3 separate regions of the Mus musculus genome follow, and all the other regions are linked to region 1. A link is a contact called in public ChIA-PET and promoter capture Hi-C data. All regions are on one chromosome and are shown on one strand. Each heading gives the region's core, a stretch centred on a gene start, on an enhancer-like site or on the middle of the called end of the contact. The rest is flanking DNA. Distances are from core to core; before and after follow the strand shown. Region 1 holds the start of Simc1 (SUMO-interacting motifs containing 1). Region 2 holds the start of Rab24 (RAB24, member RAS oncogene family). Region 3 holds the start of Uimc1 (ubiquitin interaction motif containing 1).

Region 1 (3,575 bases), core at 703-3,202:
AGGATACTTACTATATACATGGAACAGCAATTTTTTTTATATCTCTACTTAAAATTACGTTTATAATTCAAGGAGGTGAAAAGTCACTTTTCCAAAGATGTTTGTGGACCTCAAGAACAAGGTTTCCTATCAGAGTGAAGTAAACAATTTAGTAACTATGAACGTTGTACAACCCAACGTATTATATGGATGAATCACACCACAATAAAGGTACTGTTAAAAGATAAACTAGCAGCCCAGCAGTGGTGACGCATGCTTTTGATCCCAATATCTGGGAGGCAGAGGCAGGCAGATTTCTGAGTTCAAGGCCAGCCTGGTCTACAGAATGAGTTCCAGGACAGCCGGAGCTACACAGAGAAACCCTGTCTTGAAAAAAAGAAGAAAGATAAACTAGCTATAAAGGTATATTTACAAGCTAGATAATACAAAAATGCAAAAATTATGTTCCTCTCTTAAAGAGAGAGAACACATATTGTCCCAGCTAGTTTTACATCAACTTGTAACAAGCTACAGTGATCTGAGGGAAAGGGACCTCAATCGAAAATGTATAGCCTAAGATCCAGCTGTAAACAAGTCTGTAGGGCATTTCCTCAACTAGTGATTGCAGTGGGAAGACCCAGCCTATTGTGGGTGGAGCCACCCCGGGCTAGTGGTCCTGGTTTCTGTGAGAAAGCAGGTTAAGCAAGCCAGAGGTGGCAAGCCGGTAAAGAAAGCATCGCTTCACCATACGGCCTCTGCACAACCTCTACTTCCAAATTCCTGCCCTGCTTGAATTCTTGTCCTGACTTCTTTAGTATGAACAGCGAAGTGTAAACTAAACCAATTTCTCTCCAAGTTGCTTTGGGTCATGGTGTTTCATCACAGCAACAGTAATCCTAAGACACCTACCTTTGGGTGTAGGAAGACTTCCCAAAGGCAACTTAGAATGAATGAGCACTCAAAATGTGATTTACACGCTTATAGAGTAGCTGACATTGATTTAGGACACATATTAGGAAGAACAGAGAAGGATCCCTTGATTTTTGAAGCCACAGCATGTAGATCATGGTAGGGGTCAGGTCACTAAATTTCTGTGGAGAGTTCTAGAAAGCCAGAGACCACAGATATTTTTATTCCATCACTTCAGGAGCAGGGACAAAGATAAAGAACCGAAGGAAAAACAAAGGTGGGAGTGCCCCGCCCCCTGGCTTTGTATGTGATTCGCATCTGCAAAGCAAAATTAACTGTCCTTCTCCACAACTCAAAAATCGGGGCCCTAGCTCAAGAACTAGGCCCTGCAGCGCAGCCGCCACCATGCCAAGGGCGGCGCTTCCCTCGCTCGCAGCCGGGGCTCCTGTTACCTCCTTGCACACATCTGTGCCCATCATAAGCCAAACAATTACGCGCTCCCGCGCGCCCGCCTCGAGGTCCGGGTGGCGGCTGCGGCCTGGCCAGGACCCCCCACTCCTCCCGCTGCCAAAGCTCTGGAGCCAGCTCGGGCCGGAGGCCACCGCCGGCCACCGCTTGGCAGCTCGCACTGGTGCTCAGTGTGTCGCCCATGTGCTCGGCCGGCTCCGCAGCACAACCCTGTAGGGCTCAGCGCTGGCCAGCCCGAGGCCTGCCTTGCCAGCGGCGCCACCGAGCTCCTCGAGGCCCGAGGCCGCCAAAGGCGGGAAGACACGGCGGCGGGGAGCCAGGGTCGCAACGCTGAGGCCCCGAGGGGGCGACGCTCGGCTCCCGTCGGGCGTGGCGAGCGGCAGTGGATTCACTCACCACGGTTCGGCGGGGCAGCGCGCCGGGGGTCCGAGACAGGGCCCGGCGCAGCCTCCGCGCCCTGCCCGAGCGGGTCCCGGCCGAGCTCTCGGAGCCACTGTCGTCGGAGATCACGATAAAGTCCTCCATGGCTACGGGCCCGGCGGAGCCACGCGCGAGCGGCGAGCGGCCCCGGCGACTCCGACTCCGGTTCCAGCTGCTGAAGCGACTGCAGCGAAGGCGTCGCAGACACCGGGGTTAGTACCCCGCCGGCCCCGCCCCCTCCATTGCCCCGCCCCCACCGCGCCCCGCCTCCAGAGGACCGGTCCCGCTCGGAGCCCCGCCTATCTCGGGGGCAGCCGCGCGCCCGGGTCAGGGCAGTGTCACAGAACCCTGGAGGAGCCAGGCTCCCTTTCCCTCAGAGAAGGAGAGAGAGGGAAGAGAGGGAAAGGGAGGGATAGAACCGAGGGGCTGGGCCGCATGGTCGGCGGGCTTGAAAAACGCTGAGGTTGAGAGGTTGTCCGCCGCCGCTCTCAACCGATCACAGTGGGCAGTGCTGGTGACGAGCCCCTGGCTGCAGGTGTGAGGACTGGAGTGAGCTGATGGAGCCTCTGATAGCGCATTTAATTGACCCGGTAGTGGAGCCTGCACCTGGCAGAAGGAGCAGTGACGCCTTCGGGTTAAAGAAGCCCTGAGGGGCTGAAAAGGGTAACCTGAACCTAGGGTTTTATTGACTGGGGCTTCTGGCTGAGATAAGGGAGAGATACCCACTCTTGTGTGTGCAGGTAAATCCGTGGGATAAATTCCCAGAAGCAGGTTTATTGGATCAAATCTATGTTTTTATTGTTATTTTGACAAATGGTACCAAATTGTCTTAAGTTGTGCCGATTTGCGGTTTCACCAACAATACGTGTCGCAGGAATTTAAACTGTCAGATGTAAGAGTTTGTTGAGTTTCTAGTTGACAGAAACCACTGAAAAGGCACATACAGAGAGCTATGAGGTCCCAGAGTGCCCGTATACTCCAATGCTGTGAGCAAGCAGAAAATATAGGGATAAAATTGTATCCCCATCAGAGGGAAATATGGGTAAGTAGTGAATTCTTTGGTTGTTTTGTTGAAGGGTAGGGACATTAAATCAAAATAGGGCCCATGGCTATTTTAAAAATGTGCAATACTGACAAAACCCTGCTGCTTATGCTCAAGTAACTTCAAAAAATAGAATAATAAAATGTCTTTAACAAAAAGGGGGGAGTTCCTAGAGGCAAAGCTGTTGTGTGCTGTCTAAGCAGCGTGTGATGCAGTGTTTTCTAATCTTTAGTGAACTTCTGAATCAGCCAGAGAGTGTATAATAAAGTTTGCAGGACTACACACCAGTGTTTCTGACTGAGAAACTGAGTTTTGGGAGTGAGCCCCAAATTGGTATTTCTCTCAGGTTTCTAGGTGATATTGACATTGCTTAGAGTCTGGTGAACACACTTGAAGGTTCACTGCTCTGAGTCAGGCATCACGGTGCTTGCCTTGAATCCTAGCTCTTGAAAGGCCAAGGTCAGCCAGGGTGAGAGAAAGGGAGAGGAAGGAGGAGGAAAAGGAGGAGGGGAGAGGGAAAGGGGAGGGAAGGGAAGGAGAGAGATCACTGGCCTGTTGGGCAAATAGCTTGACCACAGGTTTCAGATGTTTTGGTCCAGTGGGTGAATTGTTATAAAGGGATACAGTAAAGTAAGTTTCCTGTAGTGCTATCAAGCATCCATCTCAACACACACACACACAACACACACACACACACACACACACACACACACACACGGAATCTAATCTAGGACTCCATACAGGCTAAGCTATACCC
Region 2 (3,575 bases), core at 441-2,940, 820 kb before region 1:
CAAGATCCATATAATGCACTTCCTCAAATCTCATGCACAAACCGAGGCACACCCCAGTTATCTCCACTTGATGTGACTCCAACAGGGAAGCCACAGCCTCCCTTTCTCGATCAGCATCATTCCTGAAAGCCACCCCCCCCCCCATATGTATGCATGCATGCATGTCACCAACTGACTGCTCTGCGCACAGTACTTGTAACAAGCTTTGAAAAGGGGTGTCAGCCGGGCAGTGGTTGGTGGTGCACGCCTTTAATCCTAGCACTTGGGAGGCAGAGGCAGGTAGATTTCTAAGCTCGAGGACAGCCTGGTCTACAAAATGAGTTCCAGGAGAGCCAGAGTTTCACAGAGAAACCCTGTCTCGGGGAAAAAAAAAAAGAAAAAAAGAACAGGGGTGTCTTTCCCCACCATCTGAGAGCCAAGGGACAGTCCCAGAGAATCTGACCAATCGAAAGGGTAGACCAATCTAAGGGCAGAACTCTAGAGATGCAGCTCATTGGTATTTTAGGCCTGCCTCTGGCCACAGAAGTTCCCACAACTCTCTTGCCTGAAATCTGAAGGGCAACTATTTTGAGGGAGCAAAGGAAGTCTCACCATCAGCCGGGCATGGTTGATGTTCCAGGTGAAGGTGGTCATGGTCTGATTCTGGGGGTCCACAATAGAGTCCTCCAGGATGTACACGGAGTGAGCAACGTTGGCAGGAAACAGTCGCTCTGCCCAACGTGGCATCCTGTTGGTCTTGGTCAGGAGTCTCCGGGACAGTAGCTTCTGGTCGGGGGTCACCTCCCGGTGCACTATGTCTTCGGTTAAGACATGTTTGCTGCAAGAGTTAAAGATGATTCTCAGGAGCCTGCTCTTGACAGCATGTCTACTGGTTCCTATTTAGCGCCTCCAGGTCATGGCTGCCTGCAATCTGTGATCTGTGCCCGGGTTCAGAATTAGAGTACACTGAACCTATCCCCGGGCAAATTCCAACTCCCTCCTCCACCCGACATGGATTCTGTGGCTCTCCAAAGCGAGCAAAATCTCAAGAATTATACCACTAGAGAGCGCCAGCAGCAGGTAAGCAAACCATCCTCAGGATTTCTGGCCCCGAAATACCGCTCAACTCCCGTGCTGCCGCCTCTTCCTGTCCAACCACCTTTGGACTGCAAAATAGAAATCTAGAGCCCAATATAAATCACAAACTAGACAATCTTCTTCGAGGACTTTGGAGGCTTGGACTGATTCTAATCCTATAAGGATTTTGTGCTATAACTGTGGCCACAGTTCCGCAGATAGCCCACATCGGACTCTGTCCAGTCTTTCAAACTCCACTATTGAAGGACAGCCTACGGTGCGATCTCCAGAAGAAGAGAGGAAGGCGACTCGCTCTACCCAACGCCACGTACCTATAGGGATTCGGGTACCGTTGCCAGAAGGCGGCGAACACTTGGTCCCAGGAACTTCGGAGCACGCTCTGGCCCAGGAAATACTTCACCATCGTCCCGACCCGGACGGGCTCAGCACCCGTGCAGCATCAGGGTGAAGAGCCCGGGGGTGGGGGGGACGTGGCTAGGCGCACGCCCGCCAGGCTCGCAGCTCAATCTCCGCAGGACCGCGCCCAGGTCCCTACCGCCGCCATCAGGGGTTATAGGACTGCACGACGCTTCCGGCGCCGGATGCATAGGATCGGCCACTTCCGGCGCCCGCGTCACGTGACCGGGCGTCCCGCCTCTTGGCTTCCAGTCCCAGAGGTGCTGTTTGGAGTTAGCTACGAGGACCCCAGATTCAGTCGGTAACCCCGGCGCAGCGGAGCTTCGGGCGCAGCGGCGGTCGCGCGGGTGAGCACCGCAGGGCTCTGCGGCGCGGTGGAGGGCGCTGTCCGCGTCCCCGCGCCGCGGCTCTGCAAAGGACGGAGCGCCCCGGGCCGAGGCGCCAGGGGCCTGCGAGGTGCGAGGCCCTTGGGGTTGGGGTCTGAGGCTTGGGCTCTGCCTGGGCCGCGCGGACCCTGAAGTGGGTGAGGCGGCCCAGGGAGCATGAGCGGGCAGCGCGTGGACGTTAAGGTGGTTATGCTGGGCAAGGAATACGTGGGCAAGACGAGCCTGGTGGAACGATACGTGCACGACCGCTTCTTGGTGGGGCCCTATCAGAACGTGAGTGCACCCCTGCGGAGCAGGCATGGGAGGAAGGGGTCCGGCCAGTATTCCACACTTATCTCTTCCCTGGTTGTAGACCATCGGGGCTGCTTTCGTGGCCAAGGTGATGTGCGTTGGAGACCGGACGGTGACTCTGGGCATTTGGGTAAGTCCCTTGAGAACAGAGTCTTGTGCAAACCTGTCTCCCGAATTTAATGTCTTGCCTCTTAAACCAGCCAACTGGAGCCTCATAGAGGTCGTTTTTCCTTCCTCACACCCATTTACTCGTCTAAAAAAAGGAGGGGGGGTTGTCTGGAAGATGGGGCCTATTTTGTAGTCTTGTGAAGGAGCTTATTAACTCCTTTCACCCCTCAGGACACAGCAGGTTCCGAGCGCTACGAAGCCATGAGCAGAATCTATTACCGGGGTGCTAAAGCTGCAATTGTCTGTTATGGTAAGGGGTTGAATTCTGGCGTGTTCAAGTAGTAAGGGTTAGGTTACAGGCCAGCATCAGAGGGAAGCCGCTGATCTTTATGTGTCTCTTGCCTTACCCTTACCAAGACCTCACTGACAGCAGCAGCTTTGAGAGAGCCAAGTTCTGGGTTAAGGAGCTGCGCAGTTTAGAAGAGGTAGGTGGCCAGATATCACAAGAGTAGGGACAGAGACTGTATTGGTCTGTGGAGATAATCTCAGCCTTGTCTTCTGCTACAGGGCTGTCAAATCTACCTGTGTGGCACTAAGAGTGACCTGCTGGAGGAAGACAGGCGGCGCCGTCGTGTAGACTTCCATGATGTTCAGGACTATGCCGATAGTAGCTGTTTTTAAGTCTCTGAGGATGGGGGCTTGGGGGCGGGTACTATCTGCCTGAGTGTATTTCAAAGATGGGAATGACAGTCTTGGTTGCTTTCTGGCCTTCTTGAACCTGTGTGGTTCAGGAGACTGAACTGTTAGCTACATTTAGGTGTGCTCCCCAAGTGTGAAGACAGTCACTTCTCTTTGCAGATATCAAAGCCCAACTCTTTGAAACATCCAGCAAGACAGGCCAAAGTGTGGGTGAGTGTTGTCTTGGGTCCTGTCAGCAGGAACAGGCAGGACAGTAGAGCAGAAAGGTTCAGAGGGCTGGGCCACTGGGATACCCAGGGCTGCTGGTCTCAGGCCCTCACTGATTCTTTGCTTGCCAGATGAACTCTTCCAGAAAGTGGCTGAGGATTACGTCAGTGTGGCTGCTTTCCAGGTGATGACAGGTGTGTACTTCCTCATGGTCCCCAGCCTTCTTGGTGACCTACTTGATGCCCCGACATAATAGTAGTGCTGAGCAGTCACCTCTCCTCTCTTTGACAGAGGACAAAGGTGTGGATTTGAGCCAGAAGGCAAACCCTTACTTCTACAGCTGTTGTCATCACTGAGTCACCACTCATCTGGCCCAGTGGAATTAGATGAATTCCCAGAGGGGCTGGACCT
Region 3 (3,575 bases), core at 740-3,239, 600 kb before region 1:
AGATGTGAGACATGCAAATGAGGTATGATAATGAGGTTCTGTAAGGTACTGAGAGTATAACCAATCAGATGTGAGACATGCAAATGAGGTATGATAATGAGGTTCTGTAAGGTACTGAGAGTATAACCAATCAGATGTGAGACATGCAAATGAGGTATGATAATGAGGTTCTGTAAGGTACTGAGAGAGAGTAGCCAATCAGATGAGGAACATGCAAATAAGGCTTAGTGCATAACCAATCCGGGTGTGAGACACGCCCCTCCTAGGCCTATAAAAGCAGCACCAGTTCTGGGCTCGAGGTCTTTTCGCCTCTACAATCAAGCTCTCCCAATAAATGTGTGCAGAAGGCAGCATTGGTTCTTCGCAAGACAAAAACCAGTTCAGACCAGATCGGCCTTTCTGTTCTTCATATCTGAATAAATCGGTCACACACTTAAAATAGAGACTGCTCAGAGATGGGAGTGTGCACAGCCTGATGCTGGCTCGGGTGGAGGATTTGAGATTGCAGGGTGTGTTGGAGAGGAACCCGTGTCAAGTACATACAGATAAAGGAGCGGAGCTGCCAAGTGGAATGCAGCCCCGCTTGGCTTATTACTTGGGCAGCTCGGGCCAGAGTCAAAGTTGTGGCATGTGTCGTTAGTCCTGGTTTTTGACCCCTAGCTGAGGTCCTGTTTATTCCACTTTCTATTTGTCTCCTCCTCCCATTGCTTTATCATTACCACGATGTATCCATCTATCATCTGGTCCATTAACCTATGCTTTTAGGAGTACTGTTTCCCACAAACTATGAACTACTTTTTGTAAGCTTATGAAAAGCATATGAGAGTGTTCACATTTGTTGGCTTGCTATAATTTCAGTGAGACTACCCACCACCGTCACCACCACCATCCCCTTTTTGGGAGAGGTGGGGAAACGGACCTACCAATGCCTTCTGAGTTCTGAGATAAAAGTCCTGGCTTCAGTAAGATTTTTTTTTAAGATTTATTTTTATGTATATGAGTACACTGTAGCTGTCTTCAGAAGAGGGCATCAGATCTCATTACAGATGGTTACCATGTGGTTGCTGGGAACTGAACTCAGGATCTCTGGAAGAGCAGTCAGTACTCTTAACCACTGAGCCATCTCTCCAGCCCCTTCAGTAAGATTTTTTTGTTTGTTTGTTTTGTTTTGTTTTTTGTTTTTTTGTTTTTTTTTGAGACAGGGTTTCTCTGTATAGCCCTGGCTGTCCTGGAACTCACTTTGTAGACCAGGCTGGCCTCGAACTCAGAAATCTGCCTGCCTCTGCCTCCTGAGTGCTGAGATTAAAGGCGTGCGCCACCACGCCCAGCTTAGTAAGATTTTTTTAGGCGCTATCAAACCTTGAGTTTTATTTGTTAAATTTTATTGTAGGAATATTTCATATTTTATTCACCTTTGACATTTCTGCTGTTGCCTTTTTTTTTTTTTCCTCCTCAAGGAAATGGACTTTCTGGAGCATATATTTCAAGGAAATATATGTTGTAGAAATTTCAGTATTATTATTATTATTTTAGTTTTTTTTTTTTTTTTTACTTTTTATTGGTTCTTTGTGGATTTCACATCATGCACTCCATCCCACTCATCTCCCCCTACAATCATACCCGCCCTCCACTCTTGTAATCTCTCCTTAGCAGAGAGCAAGATTCAGTATTTTTGTGTTTTAGGATGCTTAAATTCCGCTAAGACGATCAGACATTAATTAACATTATACCATCTGAGAGTTTCTAACTAGTCATGTGAACATTTAATTTGAACGTAATTTTGGATTCATGCAAATAAATTAACCAGAGGAAGCTTGATGCAGCAGAGCTTATTTCGAAGGGTGTCTAGGGACCCTATTGGCTTTCTTTGGTTTCCCCTAAACCCCTCTCTTAACAGCACTCAGGGACCCAGGAACTGTGTGAGCATACAGCGGCCCACAGGGCTCCGCGCCTGCGCGCCCCGCCCCTCGCCCCGCCCCTCCCCGCCCCTGCCGCCTCGCGCCGCCGCGCGGGCTCTCCTCTTTCTAAAGAGTTGCGGCCGCTCGCGACCCCCAGCGTTCAGGAGGCGCTGGGCGGCGCTGCCAGATCCGCGGTGAGTACGCGTCGCCTCTGCACTCCGCGGCCGTCGGGGCCGCCTGCTTCTCGCTGTCTGCCGGGCGGCTGCCGCTGCTCCCGAGGCGCGCCTCGCAGCGACTAGGCCTCTCGGCCGGGCGGAAGCCGATGCCGGCCGGGTCGCTCTCGCAGCTGCCGGGCAGCCCGGGCGCTCGCGCCCCCCGGGGTTCCCCTCCCTCTGCGGGCGGCGGTCGTCGTCCGGAGCGCCCTCTCTTGCTATCCGAGCTTCCTGGTAGCCTGGTCGCCCGCCCGGCTAACGGACCGTCCGAGGACCGCCTAGGCCCGCTGCCTGCCCCACGTTACTTTGCTTGTCTTGTGGTAGTTGGCTTCATTAGTTCTTCGGCCGCCCGAGACACCGCTACCACCCGGGTCTCTCTGTGTAGCTCTGGTTGGCTTTGAACTCACAGGGTACCCAAGATGGCTTCTATAGAACTCGCCAACCTCCTGCCTCAGTCTCCCGAGAAATATTTTCCCCTGGAAATCTATCATTTACCACTTAACGTAGCCAGTCGAGCCTAGTGCGTTTCTCTCGTGGCTGATGACAGGCGGTGTGTCAGAAACCTGTGAGACCAGAGCGTTGGTCCTCTCAGAGATGGAGTTGGGTGTGAATCTGGACCACTTCGCTCCAGGCTTCTTGCATGTAGTCATCATATGATGTACGGGCAACGCTGCGGAAAAAGTGAGCCCAATGGTTAGGGTGTTGTTGGGTTTGTAGCACAGTCAAAGAAAGTCTACTTGTGGAGCCAGACGCATGAGTGTCATTTCCCGGCATAGCCACTTGCCAACTCCTTTTTTACTAAAGTTCCTAATGTGTTAGGGCGCGTTAGGGTTCTTGAGAGAAACAACCTCAGTATTGGGTGTGAGAAACCTACAAGTTTGTCTATTGATTCAGGCAGTGATAACTTATTGCTCCGGGTGCGTTTGAAATCTTTTATTTTTGCACACTTGTGGGCACACTGGGTGTGAACACACACACGGGCACACACACACACCACCCTCCACCACTACACCGATGTTAGTGGGAATCTTCTTAAATGTCTCTCCATCTTAATTGGGGCAGGGTCTCTTGGAGTTGGTTGGTATGTCTGGCTGGCTTCCTCGGGGATCCCCCTACTCACTATCCACCTGCTGGAATTTACCCACTGAATAATCTCCCCTGAATTCTGTTGCTATATGTGTATGTATGTGTGTGTGTAAGAGAGAGAGAGAGAGAGAGAGAGAGAGAGAGAGAGAGAGAGAGAGAGAGAGATTTTATAGGTATGCATTTACTTTACTCAGTTACAGAAACAAATCACTTTTAATTGTAATCAATTGATAAAGGAGTTTATTCTATCAAGCTTTCTCACTTCTTCTTTTGTGCTGGAGATCAACTCCAAGAGCCTTGTGCATTTATAAGTTTTATTTTATGTTTTTGAGACAAAGTCTCACTATATAGTTCTGCCTGGCCTGAAAATTGCTATGTA

What was found. Promoter capture Hi-C pulls out the DNA fragments that hold promoters and counts their contacts. ChIA-PET counts read pairs in DNA pulled down with a chosen protein or histone mark.
Region 2: a contact with region 1 is called in a promoter capture Hi-C map of pre-B cells, with 3 times the contacts expected there. The contact joins the promoter of Rab24 here to the promoter of Simc1 in region 1. A contact is called at or near these places in 1 of 39 promoter capture datasets (pre-B cells) and 1 of 115 datasets of contacts at active chromatin or transcription factors (memory CD8 T cells).
Region 3: a contact with region 1 is called in an RNA polymerase II ChIA-PET map of memory CD8 T cells, with 14 read pairs. The contact joins the promoter of Uimc1 here to the promoter of Simc1 in region 1. A contact is called at or near these places in 1 of 39 promoter capture datasets (neural stem cells), 1 of 484 Hi-C or Micro-C datasets (embryonic stem cells), 1 of 115 datasets of contacts at active chromatin or transcription factors (memory CD8 T cells) and 1 of 9 other capture datasets (pancreatic islet).

Annotation. Positions count from the first base shown.
Region 1 is chr13:54,502,182-54,505,756 of GRCm38.p6, reverse strand. It overlaps Simc1 (SUMO-interacting motifs containing 1), which reads right to left and starts at 1,952. Exons shown (of 10, transcript NM_176987.4): 1 at 1,753-1,952. The coding sequence starts at 1,881. LOC115486438 (a long non-coding RNA gene) reads left to right here and starts at 1,443. Exons shown (of 3, transcript NR_168901.1): 1 at 1,443-1,988.
Region 2 is chr13:55,320,095-55,323,669 of GRCm38.p6, reverse strand. Rab24 (RAB24, member RAS oncogene family) reads left to right here and starts at 1,690. Exons shown (of 8, transcript NM_009000.3): 1 at 1,690-2,132; 2 at 2,212-2,280; 3 at 2,490-2,568; 4 at 2,676-2,743; 5 at 2,826-2,925; 6 at 3,117-3,167; 7 at 3,296-3,358; 8 at 3,456-3,575. The coding sequence starts at 2,016. The coding sequence ends at 3,520. It overlaps Prelid1 (PRELI domain containing 1), which reads right to left and starts at 1,615. Exons shown (of 5, transcript NM_025596.5): 1 at 1,389-1,615; 2 at 592-817. The coding sequence starts at 1,480.
Region 3 is chr13:55,098,714-55,102,288 of GRCm38.p6, reverse strand. It overlaps Uimc1 (ubiquitin interaction motif containing 1), which reads left to right and starts at 1,989. Exons shown (of 15, transcript NM_011307.3): 1 at 1,989-2,092.